Regions from separate parts of the Mus musculus genome. Here region 2 is linked to region 1. A link is a contact called in public HiChIP or PLAC-seq data. All regions are on one chromosome and are shown on one strand. Each heading gives the region's core, a stretch centred on a gene start, on an enhancer-like site or on the middle of the called end of the contact. The rest is flanking DNA. Distances are from core to core; before and after follow the strand shown.

The links. HiChIP or PLAC-seq counts read pairs in DNA pulled down with a chosen protein or histone mark.
Region 2: a contact with region 1 is called in a BATF HiChIP or PLAC-seq map of CD8 T cells, with 18 read pairs. The contact joins the enhancer-like site here to the promoter of Egr2 in region 1. A contact is called at or near these places in 9 of 39 promoter capture datasets (3T3-L1-derived adipocytes, the C10 cell line, cranial neural crest and 6 more), 1 of 15 datasets of contacts at CTCF or cohesin (CD8 T cells), 19 of 484 Hi-C or Micro-C datasets (B cells, the C10 cell line, CD4 T cells and 11 more), 7 of 115 datasets of contacts at active chromatin or transcription factors (CD8 T cells, DN3 thymocytes, the SCID.adh cell line and 4 more) and 4 of 9 other capture datasets (adipose tissue, bone marrow-derived macrophages, liver and 1 more).

The regions. Positions count from the first base shown.
Region 1 is chr10:67,531,539-67,537,856 of GRCm38.p6, forward strand. Egr2 (early growth response 2) reads left to right here and starts at 3,961. Exons shown (of 4, transcript NM_001373983.1): 1 at 3,961-3,992; 2 at 4,095-4,200. The coding sequence starts at 4,102. It overlaps Gm32255 (a long non-coding RNA gene), which reads right to left and starts at 4,642. Exons shown (of 4, transcript XR_380523.3): 1 at 3,716-4,642.
Region 2 is chr10:67,584,505-67,591,123 of GRCm38.p6, forward strand. It overlaps Gm32364 (a long non-coding RNA gene), which reads left to right. Exons shown (of 10, transcript XR_003948892.1): 4 at 1,844-1,974; 5 at 2,331-3,555; 6 at 4,862-5,088; 7 at 5,943-6,086. Among named protein-coding and RNA genes, the nearest start is that of 4930563J15Rik, 16 kb to the left of the region's middle. Within about 2 kb of position 1,942, at least 36 of the 459 cell types and tissues checked have an H3K27ac peak or open chromatin away from gene starts, as enhancers often do. A contact at or near this core is called in B cells, CD8 T cells, DN3 thymocytes and 4 more, where this site is marked.

The DNA of each region.
Region 1 (6,318 bases), core at 2,711-5,210:
CACTTCTGAACTCAGGTGATGGGCATAGTTTAAGAAAATGCTAGTAACAGAAAATGTGGACAGATCACACAAGACAAGTTTTGTTCCTAGGGCATACTGAGGCAAAAATGCCCTATGGTGGGCTTAAATTTGCTCTACATCTCAGGCATGAAACTGGGCATCTTCCTGCCTCAGCTTTCTAAATGTGGACCTTACAGGTGTGTACCATCTGTCTCCTAAATTTCCAATCACTTTGATAGTCCCAACCTTTTCCTTGAAAAAGCAGTCATTCGGTATTTTGATCCTTCTGGGGGTGGGGGACAGGGGAGGGTGGAACTTGTATCTTAATTAGGTTACTTTAAACGTGTAACTTGGCTTTCTGAGCTTAGACCTTGTTTTTCAAAGGATAAAATCTGTTTTAAAGTGTATTACAAAAACTTCTACCTCGAGGGTTCCCGTTCTTCCCCCCAACCTTCCTTCTCAGTAATGGTGAATTCATTATTCTTGGAAGCAGAAACTCAGAACTTGGAGAGAAATACCATGAATCCTCCCTTCCTCCATATCTGAAGAAAAGCTGTTCTGCTTTTATTTGATGTGAGCTGTGCATCGCATGAGCTCAAAACACACAGCTCTGAGGCCAATGCAACAAAGTCCATATTCTGGGTCTGCATCTTGCTGCAGAGACTTGGGCATGTCATGTCCCCTCCCTAAGGCTTCGCCCCCACATATATGAAACAGAAGAGATTAGCCGTGTTCTTTCAGGTTGGTTATGAGGGACACAGTGATGAAGCTAGAATGATAAAGTTGTGTCTGGTGCATAGCATTAAGCAATGAAAGTCATTTAATAAGTAACAATTATTGCATATTTAATATGCAGCAATAGTGTGCTGGCAGCTTCCCATTACTGTATTTAATCATCACAATAACTTGATGGTCATTCCATTCACTTTCCAGATGAAGGAACCAGGGCAGAGCAGCTATGAAATGTGGTGAAGGTACACACAGCCAGGAGTGGCAACGTTGGGATTTGAATGGAAAACCAGAACCCACCGTCTTAACCCTAACAAATGGTGACCACCTTGGTGAGATTATTGAGATGAAACCCCAAATGTCTGTACTTAGATGTTATGAGACAATTGCTTTGGCAGAGATGCCCTGCCTGACCCTTTTGTGAACATGAAACCAAAAGTTTCGCGAATTCGACATTAGTCGGAAGAGAAAAAAGAATTATTTCCCACAACCTGGCAATATAAACAGGCTAGTAAAATAGACATGGGTGGGTTTCCCAGTTGTAATGACCTTCATTTCTCATGTGATCATACATAATACACTCAATACAGAAGCTCAAAGCAAATTTGGAAAGGAGGCGTTGGTTTTAAGCTCTTATCACCAGACTTAACATCTGTTGAATTGGGCCTGGGTTGAAGTAATCGTGCAAATAGTTAACAGCCATTTGCCTGCTCATCTGGTTTTCAAAAGCCAGGTTTAGTAAAGTGATCTGTACGTTTGACAGGATGTCTCTCTGCTGCCCTGACGCATGCTTTCATTTTATACGGGACAAAGCTCACACTCTCGTTTTCTTATTGACCGCCGAGGAATGTACTTCATTCCAGGATTGAAGCCTTTTAGGATGCTCACAAGACCGTTGCCTGTATTTGCTCTCCTTGGCCCCAATGCCAGGCATGGAAGATGATCTGGAAATCTCTACCCACACTGGACTTTCTCTTCACAAATGTACCTTGCTTTCTCCTGCCCCAAGGCCCGTCCTATACCTACATTCTCCCCGAAACCTTCTTTCCAGAGATCATACCCCCCCACCCCCAATCCTTGCATGTCCTTCAGATCTGTGACAGGTGAGGTCCTCAGCTGGATATTTTGTTTTGTTGGGAGCAAACACAGCCACCGTGATGGTGCCTTTGAGTGATGTGCTGGACAAACTCGGTGGGATTCGGAGCTGGACCTGGGTCTAGGTACCATCATATCCCTCAGAGTGTAGCACATGCTGGAATCACGGTTGATCATCAAGAAATAGTTTTAAGACTCTGCCCATCCACTGCTTGAACCAGTACTGATACATCTCTGAAATATGGTCCTAAGGGTCTTGTCCATATTATCTATGCCACTGGGATGTCATTAACTTTGGCTCCACAGCTCTGTCAGGCATAGCATGAGCTCAGCTAAAACCCATAGGTCCTCAAGTTTGTCCTGAGATACTAGGTGTGGGGAGCTATTTGTCAGTTAGCATTTGTCTGGTTTTTAAAGGCCACGTGCTTTGTGCCATCAGAATTGCAGATCTGGTCCTTGCTTGCGTCTATGGTTAAGGGGGATGCTAACCTTGGCTGCATCTCCCATTCTCCACCAGCAGTCGCAGGTGGGAGGAAAATGACATCACATGTGAAGATATCCAAACACGTTTCTTGGCACATCAAAATGCATGTGGTAAATCATTTGACGTGTCTCTTGAGTAACCATCATCCTGTTAACACACTTTGTAGAACAGCTACGAGACCGACCGAAAGAAAGTCCAAAACCACCCTGACAAGGCATTCCTTAGGACCTTCTAGCCATCTCCCAACTGCCCACAGTGCTACTTTACCCTCATCCCAGGCAGCCTGCATCAAAGGAATCTCCTGGGTTTTTTTTGACCTCCTCTGGAAAAAGCAAATGAGTCTGGCAGCAAATTGTTCCTGACTTGATATCTTTTGGAGTGTCTTATTCACATGTAGTGACAACTCTCTCTCTCTCTCTCTCTCTCTCTCTCTCTCTCTCTCTCTCTCTCTCTCGTCATTTGTTTGTTGCATTTTTATCTAAACACTAACAGTTCAAATGCTCCAAAGTAGGGAATCCTGGTCTCACCTTGGTATTCCACTCCCACATCTCAGGGTTCTTCCTCTCCGTAGAACAGAATCACACCCCCTGCCTTCCTCTTACCCCTCCTTGCCTCCAGGAAGGATACCATGGGGTTGGGTTCTCTTAAGACAGCAGCATTAATATGCTTGGTCATTCCTTCCCTGGAACAGGTCTGCAGAGTCGCTACATTGGAATTCTCCCTCTCCCTGAAGGGGTCTGTCTGTAACAGCCCCCTCTCTCTTGCCTTGTAGCCACCCTCTACTACCACCTCAGCTTCACTTTCCTCTGAAATGCCAAAGCAAGATGAAATTGATGAAGTCGGCGTGTTCTTCCCTAATGGGGTGAGCCAGGCTTTCTGAGCACCCCGCATAGTGACCAGGGCAAGGGACTTGGATCCTGAAGACCGGGCAGCAGATTTGAACTGGACCACCAATCACCAGCTGCGAGACTTTAGGCAAGTTCTTTTAGCTTTCCTGAACTTATCTGTCTAAGCTCGCTGGGGCTGGCTTGAAATATGTGCTCTTGATTTTGTTCCATTATCTACGCTGACTACATTTAAAGGTTTGTACTTTTTTTTTAAAGGGGGGAGGAAGAAAGTGGGGTATGGGGGGGTAAGTAAGGCTATCAAAGACTGGTTCTCCTCCGATGTTCTGGAAAGGCTGAGAGAGGGACTGGCCCCGGGCATCCTTCAGAGCCTGGCCTGCCTCGGGGCAGCTAGCCTCTATTAGCACCTGCCTCCCCTCCCCCATGTTTAGCCATAGCTGGGTCCAGCGAAGCTCTTAAGGGTAGGTGAGAGAGTTCTTGGAAGGCTCAGCTTCCACAGGGTTCCCCCCCACCCCTCTCCCCCTTTCTAGACTCCTTGATGGTATGGAACCACTTCTCTTACCCCCACTGTCCTCCTCTGCGAAGGTTGGTAGCGGCAATCCGCCAGCTTCCCGCGCTCCAGTCAGTTCTACCATCATCGGGCGTCTTGCCCTGGGCTGGCTTCCCTGCTCCCCATTCTCTCCGCCGCCCGGGAGCTCCCCCTCGGGGCGGCGCGAGGCGGCAGCCTGCGGGGTTGGCGACAGCGCGGGGGAGAGGGGCGGCTGCTGCAATCCTCCCGCCCACGTGCACCGACGGCAGCGAAGCGCCAGCAGTCGCCAGGGCCCGCGCCTCCCGCGCGGGTGGGTGCTTCACCTCTGGGGCTGGTGGGGGACCCGTAACCTGAGTCCCACCGCCGGGACCTCTATTTGCATAACCCGACCCCCCATTTCTTCCCTACCCAGGCTGGAGATGAGAGTCGGGCTCCCCACCGAGGCGTCGTCTTGCCTGTGGTCAGCGCGGGGGCCGCGGGACTGGCCGGAGCGCAGGCGGAGCGGGCTGGCGCACGTGGTAAGAGCACCACTATTTCTTCCTTTTCTCCCCCCTCTCCCTTCGAAACAGGGCTTTGCAGGGTTTTTAAGAGGGTGGGATACCCACAGAGGTTTCGCTGAGCGTTCTCTCCTGTCCCCTTTGAATTTGATCCCCAATTGGAAAGGAGATCGCGCGCAGAGCACGATCGAGAAACTTTCCCAGATAATGCTTTTGGGCGTTTGAAGTAATGGCGAGGACCATTCCCGGGAGAACAACTTTCACGGTTGGCACGAGGAGAACAGCGCTGCTCAGAGAGCGGCGACAAGCCGGCTCCTGGTGGCACTGGGGCTCCCCTGACCACCGTACTCCAATAGGGCAGGAGCCGGCGCGCTGCGGCCGCGGGCATCGCAGGTGATGGGCGGGAGAGCGCCTGCAGCGCCGCGCTCCCTCCACGGCGTGGCGCCGTGGCTCCTGCCCGCTGGGGATCCTCGCTGCTCCGGGTAGCGTGGGTCAAGAAAGAGAACAGCCTAGCCCGGTCTGAATCCCTTTTCTGCGGGACTTTGAAGCTGAGAAGGGCAGGGCAGTTTCCCAGCTTGCGTCTGCTATCCCAGGCTACGTAGATCCCGGAGCCTCGGGCTTGGGTACCCTGCAGTAGCCAGAGCGCATCGGAAGAGGGCTGGGCGCGTGGGGAAGGTGGGAACCGAGTGTCCGGAGGGCCAGCAGTTTTAGCTCTCTTAAAAGTTTTTGGTCATTTAGCAGGAAGCTTTCTCCTGGAAGGGCTTGTTTATTTATTGACTTATTTATTTGCCGGGGAAAACACGTGTGGGGGCCATGGCTACCAGAAACTGTGCCATTTGTTGTCACTCAGCGCAGAGGAAGCTCTAAGCAAGGGCGTGGGGGGGGGGCTATTCCTGGGGTAGACCTTAGGCGCGGGTGGTAGGATGCACCCCTCCCCGTGGGGGGGGTGCGGGGGGTTGGTGAGTTGTGAAGATGAAGGCAGTGTCTTCCTAGGATATCCTGACTGTCGCCAGGCAGGCAGGCGCACACACGCGCGCTGTCAAGAGGGAGGAGGTGTGTAGTGTGTAGCGTAAGGTGTGTTGAGTGGGTTTGTAAGAGGGCAGCGGAGGAGGGAGAGTGTGTAGCGGAAGTGGAGCGAGCGTGGTGTGTGTGTGTGTGTGTGTGTGTGTGTGTGTGTGTGTGTATGCGCATCGGGCAGGGTGAGTGTCCAAGCCTCCATCTGGTCGCCCCCACGCAGCGGACCGCCCAGACACGCCGGGAAGGGCGCCCGCTCTGAGCAGCAGCTGGAGGGGAGGGGGCGGGGAGAGCGCGGGCAGAGGGAGGGGGCGCCTCCGGCCGAGGATCTTTCTCCCCGAAGCTCCCGCAGCCCTTCTGCTCCATTCTCTACCCTAACCCCTACCCTCAAGTTACCTAAAAATACTTAAACAAACAAACAGCCCAGACCTGTTCCGTTTTCACTCCTGTATAAATAGCACAGACTTTCCAAAAAAGCAAGACCGCATTTACTCTTATCACCAGACACTACTTTCCACCGTGTAATTCAGAAAAAGGCAGTCAGCTTCCGTGAGTGCGGGTAATTTTTTTCTCTCTCTCTTTTTTTCTCTGTCTCTCTCTCTCTTTTTTTCTTTTGCTTGCGGTTTTGAGCTGCCAAGAAAGTGAAGGAGGGGTTTGACTGTAGTGTCTCGGCAGCGCTCGGTTTTCTTTCCGAAGTTTAATTTTCCGGAATGGCTCCCAAACAAGGGCCGGGGAGGCGGAGCCGCCACTACCGGATCTTCTCCTTTTTTGGAAAGTCTCGGAGAACCGGAATTCCTCCCCGCCCCAAGAGACAGAGCTACCAGCGCGGCCGCCGTGGGTGAACTCACGGCGGCCGCGCTAGGGTCGGTGCTCGCGCCTTCTTCCCGCTGAACTCTGCAGTCCGGAGTCCCCGCTGCAGGCAGGGGCCGAGAGCCCCAGACCCGGGTGGTTGTCCACCGGCTGCAAATCGTTCCTGGCGAGCTCAGCGGAGCCCGCGCAGCCAAGCCCGTATGCAAATTGGCCATGTGACGGCAAAAGCTGCCAGGCCCAGCCCTGTTCCTCAGTCCATATATGGGCAGCGACGTCACGGGTATTGAAGACCTGCCCATAAATACTCCGAGCCTA
Region 2 (6,619 bases), core at 692-3,191, 51 kb after region 1:
TGTAGCCATTTTAATAGCACCAGCAATGTCAATAGCATTAATATTACTGTATTTGATGTTCTTAATTATAAAAAAAATGGACTTTTTTTTTTTTGAAGTGGTAAGTGTATGTTACCATAGTGCAGCTACTGTCTTAATCGATGGATAATGAAACTGAGTCTGGCTGATTTGCCAAAATTACATGTCTAACTTTGGGGCCTTCAGTAATAGATCTTAGATCGAAGCTATCTACTGAATCCTTCACAAACTTTTCAGATTGACCATAACAATCATAAGTGTGGGCCAGGGAGGTGGGTCAGCAGATACTTGCCACCAGGACTGACAGTCTAACTTGGGACAGACAGAGCCAACTCAGTCAGTTGTCTTCTGACCGCCACATGCTCTCCGTGGCACACATGTGGTCCCCCCAACAACAAAATGTAATTAAAACAACAGTAATTGTATCTGTTGAGCTGTTCCTGTGTCTTTGGCTCTGTGCCAGTGACTTGCCTCACACTGTTTCCCACGGTTCTGTCACAAGGTGAACGCTCCCAGCCCCTTCGGGAGTTGAAGAAGCTCAGACTCACAGAGACCATGTGACTTGTGACTTATTCATTTATGGTCCTGATTGTAGGAAGTTGAGTTCTCACTGAAGGTCTGCTCGACATTGTGGGACAAGATCTTTGTGCCTGGTCCTTGCTGATGATTGGGATTTGAGTGGGTATAATTTTAATCTTTAGTGAGTCTCAAGCTGTTAGATAGGGAAGTACAGAATGCTGCAAACCAGAGCCCAGTCAGGCTAGAAAGATGGCGCCATGTATACAGATGAGCTGAAATGTAGGCTTTTCAGAAATGGGGCTGAGGCATAGAGGCGGAGCACAGCCCACCCCTCCTTATCAATCAGTGTAAGACCTCAGGGGTGGGGCCCGCCCCAGGCCTTGAAGGTCTAGGCTAGAGAGCGTCATGCTCTGTTTTCATCAGAAGATGAGAGGAACCTTCAGGCTCAGCCCAAGTAAGGACGCCACTAGTGCCTTGTCTCAGAACGGCTTTAGGGGTTCTTCACATTACTCCCTGCTGCCTGTCCTCTCGAGGGCTTCAATGTTCACAGTGTTGGGTGTAAGACTCTCTGGCCCTCAGAGAAAGATCAGAATGCCAGGGCTCAGAGACAAGCTGTGAATCGGGCTTTCATGCAGAGCGCAGTTCACAAGGCCAGACCTCAGCCTTACCCCATTTCCAAGGACTCATTCATTGTGAGGACTTGCTTAGACGTGAAAATGGCCCTCAGTTCTTCCCCCGGCCCTTTTTCACATTGCCTTTGTGGGCCTGAATATCTCTGAAGATTGTGAGTTTGATAAACAAACAATAAACAATATTTTTTTTTGAGAAGCGAAAGTTTCTATGAACCTCCCGAGTCGAGTTCAGAGTTTTGAAGGACCTTGCACTGCCTGGCTGCCGGCACATGGGGCTGTGGTGTCCAGAGTGGGACTCGCTGTTCGTTCACTGCAGTTTTGTGGCAGCTAACTGGAAAACACCTATCATCTATCGCCCCTGCAGTGGAGAGTTGATTAAACAACCCATGACACTGTTTTCCTTATAAGCCACCTTAAAAGTACCCATGAGGCCTTGCCCTTCCCACTGAGCTAATCACATCCATTTTCAGTATGGTTCCTCTCCACCACAGTCCAAAAAATATCTGGGCATCTTGCCCTGCTCTCCCCATGTTTCACGTGGACATCCATTACCTCAGACACTTAAGCAATTGTTTTCGGTTTGGTTCGGTTCTTTCAAAGGAATAGATAAATCATCCCGGCTACTGTGATGAGAGAGGAGATGAAGGAAATGACAGTTTTTATCTTTTATTCAGGTAGCCTAAATTTACATGAGACCACAAAGAGTTCCTGACAGGATGTTATTGATCGCACTCACCCAGCTGGGGCTTGAAAGATGGGTCTTCCTGCCGCGTCACGGGGCACCCTCTTCCTCCCATCCCAGCCTGTGAGTCAAATCTGAGATCTGATTCTCGCACAGAAGTAGATGCTTAAGGCAGACATCTCAGGGCCTTGGGCAGATTTCCCGTCAATCATTCCCCGAGGGCTACCTTATCTCCACGCTTCCCATCTGAAGACCCAGCAAGGCTCAGTCATTTTAATAGCCATATTTATCATTGAGCACCAGGTTTCCCCATTGACCCGAGTAATCTTGAATCACACCTTGCTGAGGGAGGTGCTATTTTTAATCCTCCATTTGTAGGTGAGGAGTGTAAGAGCCTGACCTGTGGTTTACCCAAGGCAAAGGGAAACCAGGCAAACCATCCTCCTTTCTCCCTACTTCCTGCCTTGTTTTCATTCAAGCCCCAGATGTTAGTGCTTGCTATGTGCCCAGTGAGCTACGCGATGGGACTGGAGCTGACAGTAGACAGAACCTCTGTCCTCGTTTGAGGTTTGTGCATCCCATTTCTTACATGTGGACTCACCCCGGACACTTTTATTTGCGTTCTAGCCCTTCAAAATGATAGTCTCCCACATTCTTTTTCTGTTTAGTACATCTGAATTGTTTCAAAATTCCAAGTTTCATATGTCAATTTAATGTTCCTGTTTGAGGCCCTGCTGGGCTTATTGGCGATTGGCCTGTATTTCTTATGAACCTCAGAGTAGCTGGTGCAGACTTGCCTCCTGTGGACAATCACACACACACACAAATATACAGAGATGGGGGAGTAAAGAGGGGGGGAGAGAAACATTCAGGGAGAGACGGAGGGATTCATGGTGATTCACTGAGATTATTGGAATCAGTTCAAGATTTTTTTCCCCCCGATGAAAGCATTATTAAAAGTTGATTTTTTTCCCCAACAGAAATAATCATGAAGCCAATTCAGGGTTTCCTGATGAAGTTTGCAATCTGACCCCCCAAACCATGATCCTGTGGACTTAAGGGGCCAGTCTAGGCTTAGCAAAACTTTAGCCTTTAAGAAAGCTTCTGGATGCTTTAGCTGGGGGTAGCTAAGGTCACAGCTTCATTGGCTTCCCGCAGTACCAATCTCCACGTCAGGTGGTGTAAGGAAGCCTGCACTCACTGGCTTGGCCTTCGTCTGCCGTACGGGAGCACAACTCAGGGTCCGTTTAGTATGGAGATAATGGGATGTGAGTTTATGGGTCTGGTCAATTCCATGTTATCTCTAGTTATATACTGGCATATCTTCCAGGGCAATTTCCATTGCCCCCGTGTGTTGAGACCTGGAATAGTAACACAGAGATTTGGGGCAGAGGGTCTGTCTTCATATTGATCTGTGTGATTGTCTCATCACTAGGAGAGAGCTGAGGAGAAGCAAGGTTGGAGACAGAGTTGAAAGCTGGTGCACGTAGAATTCTCCCAGATCCTACAGCTCAATGACAGGAACTTGACTGCGATTTGCCCCAGAGCTGTCAATAATCCTAAAAATGCAGACGATGTGCCATTGATAAAGACACAGACTCGCAACAAGTGTTAAAAGAAAGACATTCTTCCTCCAAGTCTCTGAATAAAAATGATAAGATGATTATCACAGAAGGAGCAAAAATGGGAATAAATATCATGTAGGTATGTCAGGCAGTTAATAAATGTATTGGGGCTGGAGACATAGTTCCCAGTGGTTAAGAATGCTTACTGGTCTTGTAGACCAGAGGTTCTAAACCTTCCTGACACCACGACCCTATAATACAGTTCCTCATGTTGTGGTCACCCCAACCGTAAAATTATCCCACTGCTACTTTATAACTGTAATTTTGCTACTGTTATGAGTCATAAAGTAAATATCTGATATGTGACCATTAAGGGGGTCTCGACCCACACATTGAGAGCCACTGTTGTGGAGACTCTATTCCCAGCACCCTCATGGTAGCTTACAACCATTTTGTAACTCCAGTACCAAGGGATCCAGTGCTTTCTCCTGGCCTCTGCACGTACCAGGTACCCATGTGGTGCACTTCATACATGCAGGCAAAAAACGTATGTACACATAAATTAAAAGTAAGTAAGTCTAGATATACATTATTATTTTGGAATGTGTTATACTCTTTGTCAACATTTATAGTTTACAATTTGTCGTGATTCACTTTGGAATGGTCAACCAATATTTACTTTCATACTTAAGTTTATTTGCCACCTTTTATGCTTCAAGGAGCACCCCCAGATATGCTTCATCTTTTCAAGGGCTGACCCCCTTACCTAAATGCTTTCAGGTAGCATTTAGTGTCAAATTCTGTATGTGGTGTTCAAGTGTCCCTCGATAGCCTGGTCTCCCCCCCCCCCAACTCCCAAGAATTTTTTTATTGTCAGATATTTGACGCCCCGTCTCCTAGGCACTGGCACATAGTGGTTTCTTGCTCTTTGAATAGATCAGGAGAAATCCCCAGGGAGGTATCACCAGGAGGTTAGAGGCTTTCCCATGCATACTTCATGTTTTCGTTCATGTCACGGGCACCTCGCCATCTACCGACTTTCAATGGTCTGTCCCCTTGCTCCCTTAGGGTCTGGGCAGTCAATGAGATCAGAGCAACAGCTTGGTGGGCTGTGACCATAGTGACATTGCTCTATAGATTCAAGAGTGCCAGGCACCGTGTCTGTTCACAACCCCTTGTTCAGAACTAGCCGAATCATCTCACTCCAGGAGACTGAGACATTATGAACATACGAATAGTATCATCCCATCTGGGGACCGCACTAGACATGCAAAAATAAGATGGTAGGAGTGGCTTCACAAGGGTACTGCCATAGTTGCCCAATGTGTGTTTTGTAATGGAATGTGCTACTGTGCTTTGGTGGGAAGGGAGAAGGGCCCATCAGTTTTATTAACTCTATTAGAGGGTTTGAGAATAGCTTCGCTTACCGCAGTGCTGATTTTCAGGGCCAAGTGATCAAAGGCAGAGTTTATTGTGCCTCACTCAGATGCTATACAACTGGAAGTACCAACCTTTTCTTCTTTGGCCCAGTCTTGTCTGATGCTCCATGCTCCAAACGAATGGAAAGATTAAGTGAAGACCAGTCAAGGTGACATGCTGCTGCCTTTGCCTGCTTATAAAATGGATAAAGGCACTGATGTTCCTGTTACTAGGAGACCAGACAACCTTCTCGGTTAGTCTTCTTCTAGAGACTTTTGATTGTGGATGGGGGGTGGGGCATACCCTGATATGCATGCATGGAGGTCAAAGGACAACTTCCAGGGGAACTCAGGTTGTCATGCGTGGCCACCAGGGTCCCTGGGTAACACGAGTCTACCACACCAGCCCTGGATAAGTTTTTTGTAGCGCACACTGCTCTGTCTTGGGCATTGGAAGAACCTCTCCCAGGATGCATGTGGTGGATAGAGAGTCTAATGTTCTTATTGCAGTGGAATCCACAATTTGGGGGGAAAGCTAGCATCATTGCTAAAGAGAAATCAAGTGAGTTTGAGTTTATCGCTTTCTGTCCTTAAGGGTGACAGTAGTCTAAAAAGCTGAAGCTCTCTGCAGGGGCTTGGATTCTTAGAACTTAAGATCCTGGGGTTTTGTGCATAGGGCATATGCTAAACTGTGGAGTGGGAGGGACTGCCTGAGAGAAGTGGTGCACAGACATCTGAAAGGAGACATTGAGCTTAGAAGCTGGTGAAAGTGCTTGGTACACTCTTCCCCATTCCTTGTCCAGGTGGCCTCCAGGGACCAAAGCTCAGGGTGGGTCCTGTGCATCCTTCTTTAGCCCAAGCAGTCCTTGTTAGGTCAGTCTTCTGATAAGGCAAGGCCCCACTGCAACAAAAAACAAGGCAACAGAAACATTTGGTCTGAGAAAAGCTGAAAGCAGTACCTGATAGGCCTGAGGCCTCAGACATTCTAAAGGCCAGAGACATCTTCCTGGGATGAGTTGTCTGAATGTGGTGTTTGGGGATTTCCACTTTCCAACACGTGATTTCCCAATGGCTGCAAATCCGAATCCTTGTATTCTCTCATATGTAGAAGTGAAACATTCCCCAAGACCCAGGAGTCATCTGTGTGACCTTGATACCATCTATCTTCGAAGAAAGCAGGAAGTGGAGGATGCCATGGCAACAGATAATGGAAGCCATCGAGGAAAGAAGCTAACAGACAAGGCTACTCCCAGTGAGTACTTAACCAGTATGCCTACATGTGGTCAGTTGAGATCTGTTCTGATCGGTTGATTTCAATCTTCTCCTGCCCATTAAACTGACAACCTTGGTCTCATACCTGTTGCCCATTGCTTGACAACAGGAAGTATCATAGACCTCTACTCCCAGCATGGCTAACCATAGAGCCAAGGGGAAGGGAGAAGAAAGGACTGCCCTGAAATGGCAGATGGTTCTTCCCAATGGGACTATCACCAACCAGAAGAGACTAGGTTGACTTTGATGGTCAAAGTGTAATTGCCCATCAGCATTTTATGGAATCATTTCAGCCCAGTCTAGAGCAAAGAAGAGAGCTCCATAATTTAGCACGCAGACTCCCAAACTGCAGCATCACGAGGTGCTGCATCTGAGCATCTTGTAGGTCAATGTCTAGTGGCTGATGCTGGCCTTCATTTGCTGGGGAAGGTGAGAAGACTCATGTTCTGTGATGTTAGAGGATAAGGGCCTGTTGCCCCAGTCAAGCTTGACTTACAGGCTGGCAAAGGGGAC